2 separate regions of the Zea mays genome follow, and region 2 is linked to region 1. A link is a contact called in public Hi-C data. All regions are on one chromosome and are shown on one strand. The core of a region is the stretch at or near the end of the contact, and the rest is flanking DNA. Distances in the headings are between cores, read along the strand shown.

Evidence for each region. A called contact is a pair of places that touch in the nucleus more often than the background predicts.
Region 2: a contact with region 1 is called in a Hi-C map of ear, with 2.8 times the contacts expected there. The contact joins the promoter of LOC100275350 here to the promoter of LOC100281607 in region 1. A contact is called at or near these places in 6 of 25 Hi-C or Micro-C datasets (bundle sheath, ear, endosperm and 2 more).

What each region holds. Positions count from the first base shown.
Region 1 is chr10:137,627,832-137,634,285 of Zm-B73-REFERENCE-NAM-5.0, reverse strand. It overlaps LOC100281607, which reads left to right and starts at 3,500. Exons shown (of 15, transcript NM_001154526.3): 1 at 3,500-3,962; 2 at 4,067-4,159; 3 at 4,371-4,444; 4 at 4,528-4,586; 5 at 4,681-4,729; 6 at 5,358-5,455; 7 at 5,667-5,701; 8 at 5,785-5,883; 9 at 6,134-6,192; 10 at 6,284-6,454. The coding sequence starts at 3,576. It overlaps LOC103642867 (calcium uniporter protein 3, mitochondrial-like), which reads right to left and starts at 525. Exons shown (of 3, transcript XM_008666037.1): 1 at 459-525; 2 at 1-273. The coding sequence starts at 525.
Region 2 is chr10:137,772,299-137,778,752 of Zm-B73-REFERENCE-NAM-5.0, reverse strand. It overlaps LOC100275350, which reads right to left and starts at 3,006. Exons shown (of 5, transcript NM_001151968.2): 1 at 2,922-3,006; 2 at 2,566-2,639; 3 at 1,631-1,744; 4 at 1,036-1,132; 5 at 178-588. The coding sequence starts at 2,610. The coding sequence ends at 569. It overlaps LOC100384646, which reads right to left. Exons shown (of 7, transcript NM_001177136.1): 4 at 6,201-6,335; 5 at 5,775-5,950; 6 at 5,542-5,693; 7 at 4,244-5,071. The coding sequence ends at 4,392.

The sequences.
Region 1 (6,454 bases), core at 2,251-4,750:
GGCGCGCCGCCTCCATCTGCGTGGCTCGCAGCACCTTGCGCGCCTCCTCCACCGTGAGGCTCGCCGCGGGCAGCACCGCGTCCGGCTCCCGCTTGGCCAGTGCCGGCGCCGGCGCGGGCGGCACGAGGCCGTCGAGGTTGATCCACGGGAACACGACGCCGACCCCGAGGTCCCGGATCCGGTCGGCCAGGGGCATGAAGAGGTCGGGCGGCACGGCGGGGCGGAACGCCGGCTGCTCCTGCAGGAACCGCCGGAGCCCGAGCGTCGTCGGCGCTCAACCGCACGGCGACAAGGAGGAGTGGAGCGGTGGCCCGGGGTTTGGGGATTTGATTTGGGGGAGGCGTGGCGGCGGCGGCTCACGTGGGGTGGGGGAGGGGTACGCGGACCGACGGTGTAGATTAACGGAAGCGAGCGGACGGTGCAGATTCATCGAAGGCAGAACCAGGGAGGCAGCCTACCCCTTACAGCTTTAATCTCTACTATCCTATATGAACCTAACGAGGACGTCCACCACGGCTTCACCATGCCCCCGCCCCCTTCGCCTGCCCACGCCCGCGCATGCAAGCAGCCTCCCAGGCTCCTAGCCCCACCTGCCCCCCGCCCACGCGCCACCTCCCCATGCCCGCGCATGGAACCCGCTCGCGGATCTCGCCCACGATGCACGCCTCCACCGCGCATGGAACCAGCGCATCGACCCCGTCGCGCGATACCCGCCCCTAGCCCACGCTCGAACAGACACCGCAGTCACGCCTCCACGCGCAGATCTAGGGAGGGAGGGGCATACCTGGTGCCGTTGTCGATGACGACAGCAGGGCGGGACAAGGCATCCATGGCGTGCGCCAAGCGTGTGGTTGTGGCCACTCGTCTCCTCAGCGGCGGCGGCAGTCGGGGTGGCGCCTGCTCGAGTGGCGGGTGACTTTTGGCAGCGGCACACAGAGGCGGGCTACGATCACCGCCGCGGCGGGCATCCCAACAACACCACCACCACCCGGTCACCCACGCACCGCCACTTGCAACCCACCAGCACCAGCGCCGAGGGAAGAGCCTCAACGACTTTGTCTAGAATCGAAGCTTGGAGAGGAAGGGAGGTACACGAAGACCACATGCTTGTGGGCCCGACGCTTGCGCTGCCGTCGACACCGAGCACTACGCGACATCCTCGCCGCCCGTTCCTCCGTCGTCCGAACCGAAGCCGTGGCGTGGTGGTGGTGTGCCATTGCGGCGCGGCGGGAGCGTACAGGGGTTTTGGGGCTCGGGATTTAGGGATGGGTTTGGGTTTGGGTGGTGCTGTGGCGTGGTGGTTGATTTCAGTGTAGCGGTGGAGTGGAGTGGGCTGCAGTGAGGGTGGTGGCACGCCGAGATGCGAGATGCGAGAGGAGATCTGGGGAACGACGGGGACGAGGGTCAGAGGGTGGTCGAGGTAATCGTCTTCTTGGATCCATCGAAGCTCTCTCAGACCAAATGGATCAGCTCCTGCAAGGCTCGACATTGTCATCCCCAACTGGAGCTTCTTTACTGCCGAAGAGAACTCAAGAAAAGCACCATCGACATTCCATTTGCCAGATTGTGCTTCTCTGCGAGTCCCCTCAACCCTGAAGGCATGCCTGTTTCCTTGTATCGAGTTCATCCTTGAACTAATGGAATCCATCGATGGTGCGGAATCCAGTTTAAAATTGGAAGTCAATACTCCTCAGGCACGAACAGGTACGCTGCTTAGCCTATGCGTTTCTTTTAACAAACAAAACAAAGGGGTCGAGACTATTTGCTTTCTCATTTTCTTAAAACATCTTTTTTCTTGCATATTTTAATCTATATGCTTTTTTGTGACCTAGTTAATTGTTCTATAATTCTTGAAATCATGTAATGAATAGGGGCATTGCGTCTATTTCAATGACATGTTAGTTAACATTGTCTAGAAATTATTCATGGTTCCATTATTATTTGGGATGTCTTTGCAAACATGCCGCGGTTAGCAACATGCTTTGAAAGAATATGGAGACTGCAGAGATTTTGACAGTGATGATAAAGATGTGGATTATTAAATGTGCAGTAACACGAATGATGAATTGAATTTGTCCCAACGTCACTTTGTATCCCATTAATGTCTTGGTGCTTTTATTTTGTTTATTGCAAAAGAATTGTTGCTTTCTGTTCAAGCTTCATCCGGCCATTTTTTCTGAATTGGCAGTTAAAGTTATGGGAATAAACATGGGCCTGCCAGTTGTGAGCAGCGAGTAATTTGATTCTAGGAGGAGGCATGAAATGGATTTCAACTATGTGAAATGATACATTTTTTTTATCCTAAGAAACTTACAGGGGATACAAATTTGATCCCTTACTTTACGATTCAGTTGAGTCTTTGGAATATTTGGAAACTTGTGTTGCAGTAATAATCAGAACGCTCACTCTTAAAAAAAGGAATACATTAGCTTGGAAAGGAGTGCGTTGTCAGTTTATTCCTGGAACAAAAACTTAAAATACCTCTGCAAATTGCATACCCTCAAGCTTAAATCTTTTTGTGGGTTGGAGAGGTTTTGGAATTATACTACAAGTTGCCACCTTATTGGCCTAATTGTAAAGACACATGAATAAGGGACATTTATGAGTTTACATTTAAGCCTTGATTGTACTTATGTGAAAATCTGGCTACTACCAAATTGATGTTTGCTTTCACTCTTGTTTAAAAATTTGGTGACCTTAGCACATGTGCAAAAGGAACTAATCAATTCTATGATTTTTGCATGACCGATGATAGTTAGCATAATCAACATCTTGAAGGCACTTGGCAGCATTAGCAAGAAGAAGGACTTCGTTCGAAGACGAAGAAAGAGAAAACCTAGGAAGAAGGGAACATTCTCTTTTAAGTAGAGGCATAAAACTCTTATTATCTCGATAAATCATGCAATTTTGTTTCCAGTTAAAAAACACAAACGTAACCGCAGCCGAATGGACTACTAATATGTTGAAATGAGTACGAAAAAGGAAGCTTTTATTTTAGATATCTTTTTAAGATGGTTGATCTACTGCTACTACACATGTTCGTACAAAGTTTCCTATTCATGAAATTTGGCCGACAGATATTTTCTCAGCATTCTTGAAAATGACCTGACTAAAATTATCACAGATGGATAGTTCCCTATTGTCATGACTGTTTAGAGGAGTACATACACCTCTTGCTTGTTGCTCGGTATTTGTCTCGAGTGTCACAATGTCATGAACAGAAACGTCCACTATGCTGACCGGCAAAATTTATATATGGTTAGGTCACAAATGAATTACGAAACATTTTCTCATAACAGTATAACACATATTTATACATAAGTTATTGTGATATTATATGTTTCCGTTGCAACGCACGGGCACTCACCTAGTAGTAGTATAAAGATATAGACGGGAAAAAAACATGTGCGTCAGCTATCGTTAACGGGCCTCCATTGGGCCATCTCATTCATACTGGACGCGCGCGTAGATTTATCTATACGGGCCGGACTGACAAACCGCACCTACGTCCATAAACCCCAGAAGTCGACTCCTGCCCCTGCCTCGCCGCCGCCGTTGCTTACCAACCTCCCGCCATGGCGACATCGCCGTTGCCGACGGCGACCGCCTCTGCCTCGAAGAAGCGGCGTTCCAGAGGCGGGACGCTAGCCCTAGATGAGGTGAAGAAGCTGGGAACCGAGCTCCTTTCCTCTCGCTCCCACCTCAACCACGCCCCCGCCCTCCTCGCTCTCCTCTCTCCCACCGCGCCGCTCGACCTCGCTCTCGAGGCGCTCATTTCGCTCCAGTCCTTCTTCGTACCACTCATCCCCTCCATCCCCTCCGCCTCCGCGGCAGCCAACGCGGGGGATGCGGGCAGTGACCCCGAGCTCGTGTTTGGAGCCTGGCTGCGGCAGCGGTTCGACGAGCTCGTCGCCGCGCTGGTGGAGCTCAGCGTGTCTCCACACAGCGACGACGCAATCAGGGTTAGCTTCGAGTTGTTATTAGTTTCTCATCTGCTTGTGTCGAGGAAATAGTTGAACAAACAATTTGACTTTCCGCTTACTCGCTTACCTTTTGTGCTCCGTAGGATGTAGCACTGGATGCTCTCATGGATTTCGTGAAGCTGGGGAAGGATGGGAAGTTCCATTCGGCAATTTACCACAAGTTTCTCTACGCTGTCGTGAGTTTCTCTTCAATTATGCCTTAGAAATGTGTAGTTTCCCGGAGGTTTGCCTTGTGTCAGAGTAGAGCTTGTTTCTTACTCTTATTTGGTATAAGCTTTGTCTGGTTCTACTCTGCTGCCAAGTCAATAATAGTGACTAAGTATCGCTTGTTTATTACTTTTATTACTCTTAAAGGTTTGCTCTTATCTGTTCCCATTCTTTCTACAGGTTCATGCTGCTGATCCCGTCGATATGTTGTTAGAGTTGCTTGTATCAAAGTACTTCAAATACACTGATATTCGGTACGGCGTGCTTAAATTTTTATTGTATTACTGGCATTTTTTTTCAATATGTGTTTATTTTCACCCTACCATTGCCTCTGCAGTTACTTCACTTACACTAGCTTAGACAAGATTGCCAACAGTCTGGGCAGTAAAACCACTGGTACTCTTCAATCTTTGTTTTTTTTGTTTGGTCATAAAAACACTTGTATAGTTTGACATCTCTACTATTTTGTTACCCGATTATTTTGTTCCAGGCTCTGGAAAAGATGCTTTGCAAAATGGAAGTGACGAGTCAAAAAACAGGTATACTTTCTTTTACATGGTATATGTCTTAGATCTTAAGTTGTAGACTTGTAGTTTAATGCTTCCAAAAATAACTTAAGCGAAGCTCATACTTTGGACTCACCATGAGACCATAGAAAATTGCATTTCTGCACCAAATTTAATGACTATTACAAACCTATGCACAGCAACTGCACGCAGCACATGCCTCCTTCTAAAAGAATGTGGATAGGAAAGTCTTGTGTTTAGTTGTAATTGTTCCAGCACTAGCTTCTTGTTTTTTTGGCAACTAACGAAGATTTGTTGTTTGTATTTTATCTTGCGCTTGTGCACTCTAGCCATTTAGCGAAGGTTTGTACCTTGTGGTCTTATAGTTTTTGGCTCTGGAAAGTCAATCCATAGGTTATGGTCATTGGTGTGGATTATTTAAGGCCTGATCATCAATAGTTTTTGGCTCGGAAGTTAATCCGTAGGTTATGGTCATTGGTGTGGATGATTTAAAGCATGATATGCATTGTCTTGTCAGCTGAAATCCTGGAACCCATACAACCCCTGTCACCCTGCGACTGTTGCTATATTCAATGCCTTTGAACATCTTCAAAGCTGTATAATTTTAATGTCTTATGATGTTCTTCTATTTACATAACAGGAGTAGTATTTTTATACACAACATATACAATCTTTTGGCACATGTTCCTTTGATGGATTTTCAAAAGGAATCAACATTTGATATGTGGAGTACTGTTGGTGAGTATTTTATTATTTGTTTGACACTTTAAAACTTTCCTCTCATTTATAATACAGTAGTAATTTCATGTGTTTCTGTGAGCCTACAAAATAGTTCCCATTTAAATTATTTATGCTTTAATTAGTGCTTTTATGAACCCACATATGTGTATGCGCTAAGGTGTGATTAGTGTTCTTACTCTTGACTTCTGGTTTTGTACTTCTGATGAAGGTCTATCTTCTAAAGGAGAAAATGACTCTTCCAAGGTACTTCATATATACCTCAGATAAACTGTCATTTTTCAGCTTAAGCTCTAATGTGCTGGGTATTAACTGATGGAATTATTTAGGACACTTCTACGTACATCAATAAGAAACTAAAATTGAAGTTCACCAAAGCATGGCTGTCTTTTCTCAAGTTACCACTACCACTTGATGTGTACAAGGAGGTAAAGATGTTCTTGCCCTGAAAAAGATAACTATGGTAACTGTTGTATCTGAATTATAAACCCTTGCAGCAATGATTTTCTTATCCTATGCGCAGTTTAGCGCATTGTGGTATGGTAACAATATAAGTACTTATGAAGATGAAAATATTCATTGTCTGTTTTCCCTCATCTACTCACTTTATTTTGTAGTAGTTAGGTGCTTCATTGTTGGCTATGGTTTCCTGCCTTGATTTTTTGGGGTATCTTGCAGGTCCTTGCTTCAATTCATCAAAATGTCATTCCTTCAATGTCAAACCCTTCCATCTTATGGTAGGCTGTACGATTTCTGTATTATTTGCACATCATTTCATATTTCACTGACATAGATATTGTCATATGTATACTTTTTTTTATTCTGCAGTGATTTCTTGACTAGATCATATGATATTGGTGGTGTTATCAGTGTGATGGCCTTAAGTGGCCTTTTCATTCTTATGACACAACACGGTCTGGAGTATCCAAAATTTTATGAAAAGCTTTATGCACTACTGACTCCGGCTGTTTTCATGGCAAAACACCGATCAGTGTTTTT
Region 2 (6,454 bases), core at 1,757-4,256, 140 kb before region 1:
CTCTAGTGTGGTTTCTTTCGACGTCCTGATTATAGACTTAGCATATGATACTAAGTAACATTTGATGATGTGAACCATCTATTCTAGATTCATCATAACAAAGACGTATGTTGCTATCTAGATCCTTTTCATTTCTCTGGTATAAAATTCTCCTCTTTGAGTAATTATTCAGTATCTCACTAGATGGACATTTCTCCATGCTTACCCTGTAGGTTATACGTCTTTTTTAAGCTGCTCCAAAGATCCAATGAATTGTTGACAATCCCTCGCTACAATCCCAGGCCCCATTCGATAGGCGAACATCTAAGACAAGCCAGCCCAAGATCGAATGGATCATGGGTTGTCACGCAGGCAGGTTACAAACAACTCTTTCACCATCAAAGTCCCGGCAAGCCGATAAACTTGAAAGACTTTCCGACGATAAAAAAACTAGAAAGACTTTCTTGTTTGATGGGTGTTGGTGTTTTCAACGGAAAACAGCTTCCCAACATGCACTTCCATGACAAACTGCCTATATCAAAAGTAGAGGGGAGAGTAGTCAAAACCGCAATGTTTCGTGTACCTGTTGTCATCTATAGTCCTGTACTCCTGTCGAGGATAAAGACAAGGGTACCATGGTCAGTTGTTAGGTATAGCCAAAGATCCAAACATCCATCTAATTTTTAGCTGCAGACAACAGGTAGTCCTAGCCGATCCAATCAAAGCCACAGCAACGATTCTAGTAAACATGACTTATTCAGAATACAATATTCACCTGCCATTTAAAAAAAAATACAGCAGCATTTACGTTACTGCCCCCTGAATAAAAATGGATTCAAAGTTTCATACATGAAGCAGGCTGTCACGAAAGAAGCTAAAGCAGCAGAACAGCAGACAGCTATGAACAATGTTCCTAACATATTTACATTCCTATATTGCAAGTAAGCCTCATCATCCGAAGTTCTGAACATTACAATCTTCTCAGTGCGTAAGGAACAGAAGAAGTCCTGAGTTGGATAATAATTTATGAAGCTTAGGAGATTTCATTCTTGTCACCTTTCATCGTTCCAGAGGAAGACGGTTCCCCACTGGAAGCCGGTGAGGCAGCAGCCTGTTGAGGCTCCTTCAGAGAAGTGGACATTCCTGAAACTTCCTACGGAAAAGAGAAAGCAAATGATGTATGCTGTCATTATATGAGCCTTATGGATCACAGCCAAACGGGTACTATAACAGAATTGATTCCTGAAAATCTACATATTTCTCTAGTTCAATTCAGAATCACCTTCTATCCTAGATTTTTCAGATTCATGTTATCCATGTTACCAAGCTATTGTGTCCTTACAAAATCTACAATTGACAGTAAGGTGAACTAAAATCAAATTTCCAAGAATCTACAGCTGAACTAAATAGACCCTCAGTAAGGTGAGTGTTTTTTTAGGTTGCGGTCATATCCTTTTCTTTTACTGGTGCTAAGGAGATTTGTAGTTTCCTTTTGGGTGTGATGTTTTGTAAGGGTCCCTTTTTTCTTCTTAATTCAATGATACACAATTCTCCTTAGTGTTCAAAAAGAAAAACAATTCTTCGCAAAAGAAAAACATATGATTAATTCACAAGATAGAGGCAACTTTGATTATAATAAAGATAAATATACCTTCATAAGATGTAACCTGAGATCAGTAGGGCGAACATCCTCACCAATGCAAACCATAACAAATTGTGAATAGTGAAAAAGAACATCTGCAGCAGCTTGCTTCTTCTGATCCGTCTGCATCACATCACTCACTATAAGAGCACATACAATTACAATTAAGAGTAAATTTAGACCTACTATATGGATGTGACAAAAATGCTATGTTACTGTGGATGATATTTGCATCCTCTGCAAAACCCCATTATTCTGCTGCAACATGATTCAACATCATGATCTAGTCGGAAACCAATGTAACTGAAAACAAATATTTCCTCCATTCCAAATTGTAAGTATGTTCTGGCTTTTTGAGATACATAGCTTCTGCTATATACCTAGATATACATTAGGTCTAGATACATAGTAAAAGCTATGTACCTAAAAAGATAAAACAACTTACAATTTGAAACGGAGAGGATATATATTTATACTCCTATATATTTTCTTATTTTTTATGAAATACAATTATATATGTCCAGCTCTAATACCCTAAGCATTAAAGGTTGCACTATCACCCAACAATGTGTTGACAATTGATTTTTTGTTTCCATTCAATCTAATCACACCCAAAACAGTACAAAGCTACTAAACTTTCTCATACCAATTGTATCCCTGGAATTTGTACACATGAAGTCATCAATCAATAAATCTACACAAGTACAAGTAAAGACTAAAGGTGAACTCATCCAACAACAAAAGATACTCCGATTCTACTTTACTACCTAAATATCTTGCCCTATAGTAGTTAAACATGCCACTTGTTCATCTACCATCTAGCAATTTCCAGTTGCTCAACAAGGCCGCAACTCTGCACGTGTCTACACTAGTACAATTTAATCCCAAGGGTACGTGGGGAAACAGAGCAACAGCCAGGAAGAGAGCAAAGAACCGGAATGTACCTCGTAGTCATCCTCGGCAACCATAGAACTGCTCCGCGCAGCCATTCTTAAACTATTTCCTTGCTCTGTTTGCTCTGTCAAGCAGGGGTGGACTCAGTGAAGGACATGGGTATACACATGTACACTACACTCCATAATTTTTGCAGAGCAATCGAAGTTAGTTGGCTGTAGGCGTAATGCATGCATATACACTTGTCATTAGATTTAGGTCCGAGTACGAATAGTATGTTAGGGTTTGGACGCACGGTTTCGCACAGGAGGAAGGGAAGAACAAGGGGAGGGCGTACCTACGGACTACGTTAAGGTTTGCTCGCACGGCTCCGCAGCAGGAAGGGGAGATCAAGCGGAGAGCGTACCAGGTGGTGCTCGATGGCAGGGAGGGGAAAGCCGGCGAGCTGTGGCGGCCTGGTGGTGAGAGGAGCACCGATCTGCAACAAAGACAACGGAGACGACGAATGGCCCGGTCGCCCATGAGACCTCGCGTTGCGTCTTTGCCTCCTTCGGTTGAGATGGGCCAAATGGGCTGGGCTGCTGTACTTGATCGGCCTGAAGTGGCTGTGGTCAATGGTCATTTGTAGGATCACGGTTAGGGCTGGACGAAATGCTTGTGGCTCGCTAGCTCGCTCGGTTCATGGACAGCTCGGCTCGGATCGGATCGGTCGTTTGAAATTTTTTACGAGCTGAGTTGATATCCTAGCTCGGTTCGTTAACGAGCCAGCTCGCGAGCTAAACGAGCTACCATATTCCAGTAAAACGAAACTATATGCATATCATTTACAGAATAATTGATGAACATGTTATATATATGTGAGGTTTCTATGACATATGAATTAAACTAATGATTAATAAACTATATCTATATGTTAATTTGGTCTATGCAAATATAATTATGAGTTAAACTGATGGACTTGTATGTGAATTGTGAATTAATAAGTGATGAATTGTGCTAATTTGGTGTTATATTGACGTGGTTTGTGAAAATATGAGTATAATTACTATTTTTATTGTTAAATTAGTTTAAAATTAACTAAAAAATAATTATTATGTACATTTTATTTTTTTTCCTGCTCTGGCTCGCGAGCTAAACGAGCTGAGCCGAGCTAACTCTGTGGCTCATTACCTTAACAAGTCAAGCCGAGCTGGCTCGTTAACTTAACGAGCCAGCTCGAACTCGGACGAGCCAAGCCAGCTCGTTAGCCACCCCTAATCACGGTTGGATTCAAATGAAGGGTTCAGATGAACGACTACAGAGAAAAGTCGACAAGACGAGGAGATGAGATAGGAGATTATTAAATAACAGCTTTTTGCAGTCTTGCTACAAAAATCAAGATTAGGAGTGGATTTTAGAAACTCTTGGAAGTGCTGTAATAAAACTATATATCTAAAACCCAAAAACAAAAACCATAACTTAGGAAGGAGAGAACATGCACATTACATGGTATCAAAATCAACAACATTATGTGCACGACCTCATCCCCAGTACCCGTGTTCCCAGATAGACGGATAAAAAAACGCAGGCTACCATTAGAGTTGAGGAAACCTTGGAATCAAAATACATACATTTCAGATACCCGTAGGACGCAGCTTCCTTAAATGTTGTTTCCAGCATAAACCTGTGGAATACTCAAGGCACAGCGCCATCTCAATTGCCAACATGGCTAAACACATACATGACCGTGGGGAAACCATCTTATAAACTTATATATGTAACAGTTCAAATCCCCCAGCATACCAAATAAGCATCAAGTACACCTGTGACAGAAAGATAGAGGTTCCACATCATGTTATGGCACGAACAACATGAGACTCCGACAAAAGTGCAACTCTCATGATCTTAGCCTTTTAAGGTCCCTTTCGTCACGATCGTAGTTCCGGTACTCACGCACATCCTTTCTCTTCCGATTGTCATGCTCCGGAGAACGGTATTCTTGACTGTCCATGGACAGCTCACCCTCTTCGGTATTCTCACGGTTGGTGCTCTGGTGGTGTGCAAGATGAGGCCAGCTCTGCTTTCTCTCCTGCTTGACCTTCTCATCCTCGGCAGCCAACTCCACGCCATGTTCCAGCTCCCTCTCAATGAGGTCATCGTCATCCATCACATCGACCTTTCTTGAAAAATCACCTTTCGATTTCCTACGCTTCTCCAGTGCCGCTTTCACCTTATCCTTGTTTACCTTCTTCATCGCATCCATCATTGAAGACGACACATTGGGACCTTCGTTGCTATTAGCAGTGCCATCCCTTGCATCATTTGGAGGTATCCTATAGTTTTGCTTATCTGGGTGAGGGTGGTCATAACCACGGTGGTCTAACATGTTCTGCTGGCTCGATGGTCTGGGTGCTTGGTTATGGTCATGGGCAGGAGGTTCATCAGCTACTCCTGGAACTTTACCAGGAACACGTTGATTCGCAACACTTGCAGAACTGCCTTCAGTATCATTGCCTTGTGATGGTGGTGGTTGAACACGGTTTTGCTCATACAGTTCCAACATCTGGTTGCTAACCTCTGAAAGGAGTAACCAAAAACATAAGGCATAAGCATGTAGCTTTGATGGTATAATTCATAAAAATGATCTTTCAAAGCAGAAATATGTCAAAAGTGAAGAAAAGGACCAAAAAAACATCATGACGGCAAAAAGATATATAACAAATTGCAAGACTGGCAAGACCTAACTAAACAGATGCGCTAAAATGACATCACCAAACAACTATTCCTGACTACATTTGGCATGTCCCCAGAATGCATTAAAGTCAAATAGGATTGCCTTGAGTATAGAGCCATAGATCGTGGAATTATATGTGCATTCAACCTATCTTAGTTCCACGATCAGTTTTGGACATGCCAGTTATCTTTGGCTATCCAATTTCCATGGGGTTACTAGATAGCTAATTAGTAGGAAACTAGCACTTACAAAAATGAATTTTACAGTAGTGCAGTTAAGGTGCACACTAGTGACTTTGCATCTAGAGACCAACCTTCCAGCTGCCACGGAGTTACATCAAACTCTTGCCACCAGACCTTCTCGCCATCTGATGGAAGCTTGACTTTGAGAAACTTCGCAGCGAGGAAGATTGCACCAGCCGCAATATGGTGCGGTTTAAATTGCAGGCAAAGTGAAGTGCGGAGCCTGTACACCCCTTTTAAGGCGTAGTAAATAGGGATGTTTGTGGATTACTATTTGTAATGAGGAAGAGTAATTTTAGCATACCCATCATTGACAAAATTCCAGGCAACTTGAGCAAGTGCATTTTGAGCAACCTTGAATATTTTTATTGCTTCAACCAAGGGCTTGTAAGGATGGTTCACATTCAAATCAAAACCAAGTGTCACAAGCACAACACGTTCCCCGAGTAAAATAAGTTCCTTTTGTTGTTCATATACTTCCTGAAGAAACAAAACAAACAGCCTCAGTTATTTTGCGTGCCACAGTAAACAGGACGTAAAATTGCATAAAAAGAGTCGTCCTAGCCTTGCCTTTAAAAAAAGGTACTATTGTAGGACAAATGAAAAGGAAGAGCCATCGATAGAATAATAATAGGAGAAAAGGATAATAACATCATAGGTCATGAAGTTCGGAACTTCGGATTACCTAGAACAGCAATATCAAGATATTAAATGCTCTAAATCAAATCACCTTCTGTTTTATTCGTTGAACTGCAGCAGGATCCTTTTTGTGGATGATCTCATATGAAAGAAGTATGACATCCTTCAGAGGTCTGGGTGTTTCTTCAACTTTTCCCGCCAAGAACATGCATACTGTTGCAATTGTCTGCATGTTGTAATGAACTTATATATTAAAACTTCCATTAGCAGATAATGAATAACTATCAAGTAGAAATAAGAAAGCAGTGGCAGTATGCTAAAAAGAAATGCATGTATTGACAACAA